Regions from separate parts of the Sus scrofa genome. Here region 1 is linked to region 2. A link is a contact called in public Hi-C data. All regions are on one chromosome and are shown on one strand. Each heading gives the region's core, a stretch centred on a gene start, on an enhancer-like site or on the middle of the called end of the contact. The rest is flanking DNA. Distances are from core to core; before and after follow the strand shown.

Evidence for each region. A called contact is a pair of places that touch in the nucleus more often than the background predicts.
Region 1: a contact with region 2 is called in a Hi-C map of skeletal muscle, with 5 times the contacts expected there. The contact joins two enhancer-like sites. A contact is called at or near these places in 1 of 5 promoter capture datasets (liver), 22 of 47 Hi-C or Micro-C datasets (adipose tissue, alveolar macrophages, blood and 10 more) and 2 of 2 datasets of contacts at active chromatin or transcription factors (alveolar macrophages and skeletal muscle).

The regions. Positions count from the first base shown.
Region 1 is chr9:20,636,626-20,640,403 of Sscrofa11.1, reverse strand. No RefSeq gene overlaps it. Among named protein-coding and RNA genes, the nearest start is that of PRSS23, 35 kb to the right of the region's middle. Within about 2 kb of position 1,348, at least 2 of the 83 cell types and tissues checked have an H3K27ac peak or open chromatin away from gene starts, as enhancers often do. A contact at or near this core is called in skeletal muscle, where this site is marked.
Region 2 is chr9:20,324,675-20,328,294 of Sscrofa11.1, reverse strand. The region is part of intron 7 of ME3 (malic enzyme 3); the gene reads left to right. Among named protein-coding and RNA genes, the nearest start is that of CCDC81, 100 kb to the right of the region's middle. Within about 2 kb of position 1,389, at least 9 of the 83 cell types and tissues checked have an H3K27ac peak or open chromatin away from gene starts, as enhancers often do. A contact at or near this core is called in skeletal muscle, where this site is marked.

The DNA.
Region 1 (3,778 bases), core at 99-2,598, 310 kb before region 2:
GAATCACTAGAGGGATGGGAGTTCCCATTGTGGCTCAGTGGGTTAAGGACCTGACATCGTATCTGTGAGGATATGGGTTCGATCCCTGGCCTCACTTAGTGGGTTAAGGATCTCATGTTGCTGTGAGCTGCAGTGTAGGTTGCAGATGCGGTTTGGATCTGGCATTGCTGTGACTGTGGTGTAGGCTGGTAGCTGCAGCTCTGATTCAACCCCTAGCCTGGGAATTTCCATATGCCACAGGGGTGGCCCTACAAAGCCAAAAAAAAAAAAAAGTCACTAGAAGTAGGAGTTCACAATTGGGTTATAACCCTATTCTGCTACCCTCTGGCTCTGTGAACTTGAATGAGTTACTGAATTGCTCTGTGCCTCTGTCCCCTCATCTGTAGAACAGAGGTCGTGAAGATTAAGCAATATGCATGTGACGTATTTAGCATCACAGCTGTCAGGGGTCTCCATAGAGGTAAAGCCAATAGATTGTCTGTAATACAAATTTCTTATGAGGATTTGGCTCATGTGACATGGAGGCTGAGAAGTCCCCCAGTCTACACCCTGCAAGCTGGAGGCCCAGAGTGTCATTCCAGGCCTAAGCCACGTCCTGCAAACAGGGAGCTCTGAGGGCAGGAGAAGGTGGACGTCCTGTCAAGCAGGGGTCAGACTCACCCTCCCTCTGCCTGCTGTTCTATTTAGGCCCTCAGAGGATTGGAGGATGCCCGCCTGCCTAGATGATGGAAATCATTTTTACTCAGTCTACTCATTCAAATGCTGATCTCTTCTAGAAACAGACACACCTAGAAATCACCTCATACCTGCCAGCTGTGCATCTCTTAGCCTAGTGAAGTTGGCACATTAACCACCACAATGGCCATGGGTTATATGAAAGGTTAGTTGCTGTATGTCCCTCTCTCTCTCTCTCTCTTTTTTTTTTTTTTGTCTTTTTAGGGCTGCACCCACAGCACATGGAGGTTCCCAGGCTAGGGGTCCAATCAGAGCTGAAGCTGCCAGCCTACACCACAGCCACGGCAACATGAGATCCAAGCAACATCCGCGACCCACACCACAGCTCATGGCAATGCCGGATCTGTAACCCACTGAGCAAGGCAGGGATCGAACCTACAACCTCATGGTTCCTAGTTGGATTCGTCTCCACTGTGCCCTGACAGAAACTCTGTGCCCCTCTCTTTTAAACAGGGCAAGTTGGCCAGGCTTTTTCCATGGAAATACTGAGGGCTCCGAATTGTTACTGCCTTACAGGTGCTGCCTAAAATGGCCCGTCTTGGCGCTCCACTCCCAGAAGAGTCCCTGGCATTGATTGATCATCCTGCCTTGTTAGGGCCAATGACCTACCTTGACCTTCTGGAACATCTGAGTTCCTGGCCACCACTCCTCAAGTCCTGGAATAGCCCAGCCCGCTCTCCTCATCAGCAAGTTAGGACACGAAAGGTATTAGGACCTGCTGAGGTTTCGCTCTCTGGCAGTTGTTGACACAGAAGGCTCTGGGGTGAGAATCTAGACACAAAGAGAGGTTCCACCACCCTGTCCCGGCCTCTGGCAGGTCGGAGTCCACTTTCTTACAAGAACCTTTATTATCCTCATTATTATCATTGTAATAACAATTAGATCCGATTCCCCCCTAAATACTTCAGGGCACTTTTTCTAGGAACAAGGATATTCTCTATCAATTAATAAGTAAACGCACATTGCTGCAATGCTATAAATTAGAATCCTGGTTCAGGTTTCACCAATGGCCCCCTGACATCCATTGGTGGGGCGCCTCCCCCATCCTTGTGAGACGCTGTTCCCGGATTCGGCATGGCCGTTAGTGTCACTTCTTTAGCCTCCTTTAATCTGGAGGTGACACAGAGCTCATGCTCAATCCCTTTGCACTTTTTTTCTTTTTTTAAATGAGAGTTGCAACGTTTATTTCAGGTTCTCTTGGGGGTTTTTTTGTTTTTTTTTTTTTTTCTTTTTTGCCACACAGGCATATGTGGGGATTCCTGGGCTGAGGATTGAACCTGTGCCACACAGCAGCAGCCAGAGCCACAGTGGTGAGAACGCAGGAGCCGCAACCTGCTAGGCCATCCTCGGAGAACTCCCTCCCTTTGCATTTTCCGCTACAGCCCTGCTTCCCCGCTTTCCGTCATGGAGAGAGGACTCAGAAATAAATCATTCAGGGCAAAACCCTGCTTGGCATTGCAGTGGGGCTGTAATGTAGGTGCTGGATTAATGCCAGTGCCTACGAGGAGTCTGGAGGGCCAGGGCATTGGGTACTAGAGCTAAGAAATGTAAATACGGATCTGCCATACTTATTTAAGAACAAACCCATATCTTAGCAGCTCATTTCTTTCGACTTGGCAAAGATACAGGCTGCCACTGAGAGCAGCAGCCATGCCAAGTCAAGCTTGAAAAATCTCTCAACGTCTTCCCTTCCCTCCTCCTCCTTTCCTTTTAAAAGGAATGATCTGAGCTCAGAAATCATCTTATAAATATTTTAACTAAATAATAAAACCTGGTGGCTCTCTGAAGCGAGAAGCCCACAATTAGGCTGGTTTCCATCAGTCAGGGGGTGTTTTCAACAATTCCTGAAACCAGGCACTCTCATTTCTGGCAGCTGGTATCAAACATTAAAATGCACATACAAATCGTGTAAGTTTGAAAGGTTTGTTCAAATATTTCCTTCCATCTTCCAAACTTCTCTCCTTTTTTAAAGAATGGAGGTGACACTGATTTATAACATTATGTATCTTGTGTGCATTATGTTTTTATTTCTGTATACGCTACAGCATGCTCACCCCTGAAAGTTTAGTTTCCACTTGTCACCTTACAGTTGACCCTCTTTGCCCTGCCCCTACCCCTGTCCTTTGTGATAGTACTAATCTGTTGTCTGTATCTATGTGTTTGTTTCTGTTTGGTTTGTTTATTTACTTTCATATTTCATTTTATAGTTATTTGATTTTATATTTGTAAGTGAAATCATGTAATGTTTGTCTTTTCCACCTGACTTATTTCACTTAGCATAATAGCCTTAAGGACCATCCATGTTGCTGCAAATGGCATGATTTCATTTTTTGTTATGACCGAGTAGTATTCCTTGTGTATTCTTTATCCACCCACCTGTCGATAGGCATTGAGATTGTTTCCCTATCTTGGCTATTGTAAATACTGCTGTGATGAACATAGGGTGCACAATTTGTTGTTATGTATTAATAACTGTTCTCTTTATCATTATATAATGTCCGTCTTTGTCTCTTGTCACCTTTTTTGGCTTGAAGTCTATTTGTCTGACATGAGTATGGCCACACACACTTTCTTTCGGCTGCCACTTGCTGGAGTATTATTTTCCATACCTTCCCTTTGAGCCTATGTTTATCTTTAGGGCTGAGGTGAGTCTCCTGGAAGCTGCGTATAGTTGAGATTCTTTTTTATTTTTATTTTTGGCTGCACGCATGGCATGTGGAAGTTCCCAGGCCAGGAATTAAACCCTCGCCATAGCGCCAACCCAAGCTGCTGCAGTGAAACACCTGATCCTTAACCCACTGCACTGCAAGGAACTCCTTGGGTTCTTGTTCTTTAATCCATTCAGCCAGTCTGTGTTTTTTGATTGGTAACTTCTGTCCATTTATATTTAAAGTTATTATAGATAAATGAGAACGTAGTACTACTATTTTATCTTTTGTTTTCTGATTGCTCTGTATTGCCATTGTTTCTCTTCCCTGTGTTTCTGTTTGTCATTTTTGTTTGGTGTTTTTCTATATTTTTCTCTGTTTCCCTTTTTTATGTT
Region 2 (3,620 bases), core at 140-2,639:
GCATAGGTCACAGATGTTGCTTGGATATGTCACTGCTATTGCTATTGCTATGGCTGTGGCGTAGGCCCCAGGTGCAGCTCCGATTTGGCCCAGGGACTTCCCTATGCTGCAGTTGCAGCCATGTTAAAAGAAAAGAAAAGTCATGGCCTTCTTCCCAGGAAAGAGCCAGCAACTCACCTTTACAAAGAACCTGCTCTGTGCTGGGTGCTCTATCACAACAACCCTTAGGAGTAAAGAAACTGAGGCTCAGAAACGTTAAGTAACTTGTCCAAAATCACCCAGCTAAAAATGGAAGTCTGGACTTGCCCCAAACCTGTCTGACTTCAAAATCGGAGGTGGTTTACTCCAGCCTCTGCTGCCTGCTCTCCCAGGCTGGCCCTCCTCCTTTGTCTTAACTTGCATCCTCATCCTTGGGATAAAGGAAAGGGCCTGAGCTATTGTGATACAAAGATACTTAGCTGCAGTGCCTCTAGAAGAGGAACCTGGGGCTCCTAGGGGACAAGGATGTCACATGGGCTGTGTGACTGGCCACCCCCGTGGAGGGGCTCTGCTCTAGCAGGCACACTTTCATGCTTGCGTTTGTTCACCTAGGCTGGCTGAGCCGGGCAAGCGCAGGGCCCTGGGCATACGGCAGCAGGTTTGTTTGTTCTTCCAACTTGGGTGTCTGAAGTGGATTTGTCCAGAGCAGGGGCTAGGAAAGGGGCTTGGTTAAAGCTCCTTCCTCAGCTGTCCGTGTCCCACGTGCTAAGTCAGACATCTCCCCTGCCCTCGAGGACCCTGCCTCCTCTCGGCTTTGATCTTGTCTCTCCGCTGATGTAGCTTCATCTTTTCTTTTTTCGCTCCCTGACTTGGCCTCACTTGGGTCCCAAAGCCCGCAAGCAAGGACTAGGTTTTCCAGCCTTATTGTCTTCCAGCCAGACTGTTGTCATTCAAGGGAGAATTCAGTGAGTTCCCCAGGAGAGGGGCAGTTTGGACGCTGAGGAAGTCCAAGAGATGACTGTATGGCAAACACTCCGATACAAATGCTACGGTAGTTCACCTGAATGCAGAGGTCAGAACGGGCCAGACTAATCACAGGATCTTCATGGCGACATCAGTGACTCTGTGACAACTAAATCTGTGGGCAGATCAGAGCTGGCCTTAATCCTGTGCCCCAAGTCAGCCAAAGAAAGGGCTGGTGGCTGGGGAAAGTGCACCAGCTTGAAGAACCGAAGGTTGGGGAGTGAGCTGCTGTGTCCTGGAGGAAAATATCAGTACTGGCTTCTGACCTTGGAGAGGTCCAGAGGTCAACAGATCAGCCACCATCCTTGTCCCCGCTCTGGGATTTCTGGCGCCATTTGCGTGTTTTCCCAGGAACTCAGACAAACAGGGAAATTGAGAAGGAAATCCAAACTGTTCCTGAAGTGTTTTCTGTCTGGCCTGGGCTTGCCATCAGAGCGGTGGCTGAGGAACAGCTGCATTATTCTGGTACTTTTGCTTAGAAATTGCTGCTTCCTGTGACTGTCTTATTACCCAATGGGAGTTTTCCCCCCCATCAGGCCAGAATGGCAGTGCCAGGAGCCCGCCAGTCTGGCTGCAGGGCCCGGGAAACACCAGGGGAATCTCCCGGTGTGGGACCTGGGAGGGGAAGGGCCTCGGAGGTCCGCTCCCCACCCCACCGCGGCTGGACTCCCTTCCACAACCTCAGTGCCAAGTGGGACCATGGAATCACATCCAGGGACAGCCTCTTAGCAGCCAGTCTTTGCATCTCTGCCTTATAGGGCACTGGAATCTCTCTGTCCTTCTGACTTCCACCTGTTGGCTCTGCTTTTTTCCCTCAAGGCCTCATTAAGTAAGTCTTCCTAATTCCAGGTCCACAGAAGGGGCCTTCATGTCTTTGAAGGACCTCATTCCTTATGCCCCGTTCCATTGGGATCTCTCTCTCCTCAGGGGCCACATTCCCGCTTTCTCCAGTCAACGGTTTCCAGTTTCCTCGCCGACTGCGTACTTTCCCTGTCGTCCTAGTGACAGCCCCCACTTCCGGTCCCTGCCCCTGAGTAACCAACTGCTCCCTCTCCCATCTCTGGTGGCCCTGTGGTGCCAGGGCTTCATGTCCGTCCCTCCACCAGGCTGTGATGTCCCAGAAGGAAGAACCACGTCATCTCACACTGTAACTGGACTCTGGCTCCTGCCTCCTTCTGACTCCCCAGAACCTCCATCCCCTGTCGTGACGCCTCTCATCTCCCTCCATACTGGCTCCTCTGTTCCACGTGCATATTTGCACCAAAAATGAATCCATCCACCAATGGCTATCACCCTACGTCATAGCCAAGCCTCTTCTTTAAACCCCTGCCGAATGGTTCCCTCCCCACCACACCACCGGAAGTGCTCTGGAAGTTCCTGAAGGCTCTTCCGGGCGCCGGCCCCCCAGCACTTCCGGGTCCCAGGTTTCGTTAACCTTGCCCCGCATCTGACACTGACCACAGCCCATCGTACAGCTCCTGTGGCAGCCACTCTGCTGGTCAGTCTTCCACCTGGCCCGTCCCCCTGCTCATTTCCTTGGCTGGATTCTCTTCTTTCTCCCCTCTCTGGCCCCTGGACGCAGGTGGGCCCCCTAGGTTCTGTCCTTGGCCTTGTTCCCTGCTCAGTGCACATCCTCTGCCCCAAACCCATACGCAACCCCATGACCTGAACGCCCTCTTCCTCTCTGCTGAGCTGCATGTCTCCTCTACTCTTCATGAGCGTGCCCAGCAGGAATGTTAATAAATAATTGTGATATAATATGACATATCCTAGCAGAGATATGCCCAGAATAGCAAGGCAGCCTAGAGAAGAGAAGAATTACTGCTACCCTGAAGGTAGGAACATCGATGAGTCAAGGAAGCCTTCCTGGAAGAGAGGACATTTGAGCAGGGCCTTACCGTTTAAGTAGGAGTTGGCCAGGGTGAAAAGGAGGCCTTCTAGTGAAGATGGGGAGTTGTGTAAGGACCCACAGTAGTTGGGAAGCAGCAGGATATGCCCAGGGTGTGAAAAGATATAGGTGGGAGTTGGGAGCAGGGATGGTGAGCATTAAGGTCGGGGCCAAAGTGGACGCCATTTCAGATGTTTGAACACAACCCCAAAGGCACTGTGAACCCTATTAGGATTTTCAGAAAATAGGCGGCCTGCATAAATGTGTGTTTATAAAGATACAGTAGGTGGAATTGGGGGAGGGGAAATAAAGCTGGAGGATGTGAGATCCGTGATTAGAGTATCCTGGCCAGAAAGAACAATTGCAGGAATCCCAGGGAGAGATGGCCTTGCCCTGACACCTGGTGCAAAGTCCTTTCTGCAGAGAGCTGTGTCTGTCAAAATCTGCTCTTTTGTAAATGGTGATGGTGGGACACAGAGGGGTAAGGTCTCTAGTCAAGTAAGTTTAGAAAATGCTGCTTTAAACAGGTTTCTCTGGGGGGTGGAGCAGGCCCGAGGCATGCAAAGAGGGCCCCTGCCCAGGGATTAAACCCAAGCCACAGCAGCCACCCAAGCCACAGCAGTGACAATGCCAGACCCTTAATCAGCTGAGCCACCAGGGAATTCCAAACAGGTTTCTTAATGCAGGACTTCTCAGAGCCTTTGATATTCATTGTATATGTTATAAGAAC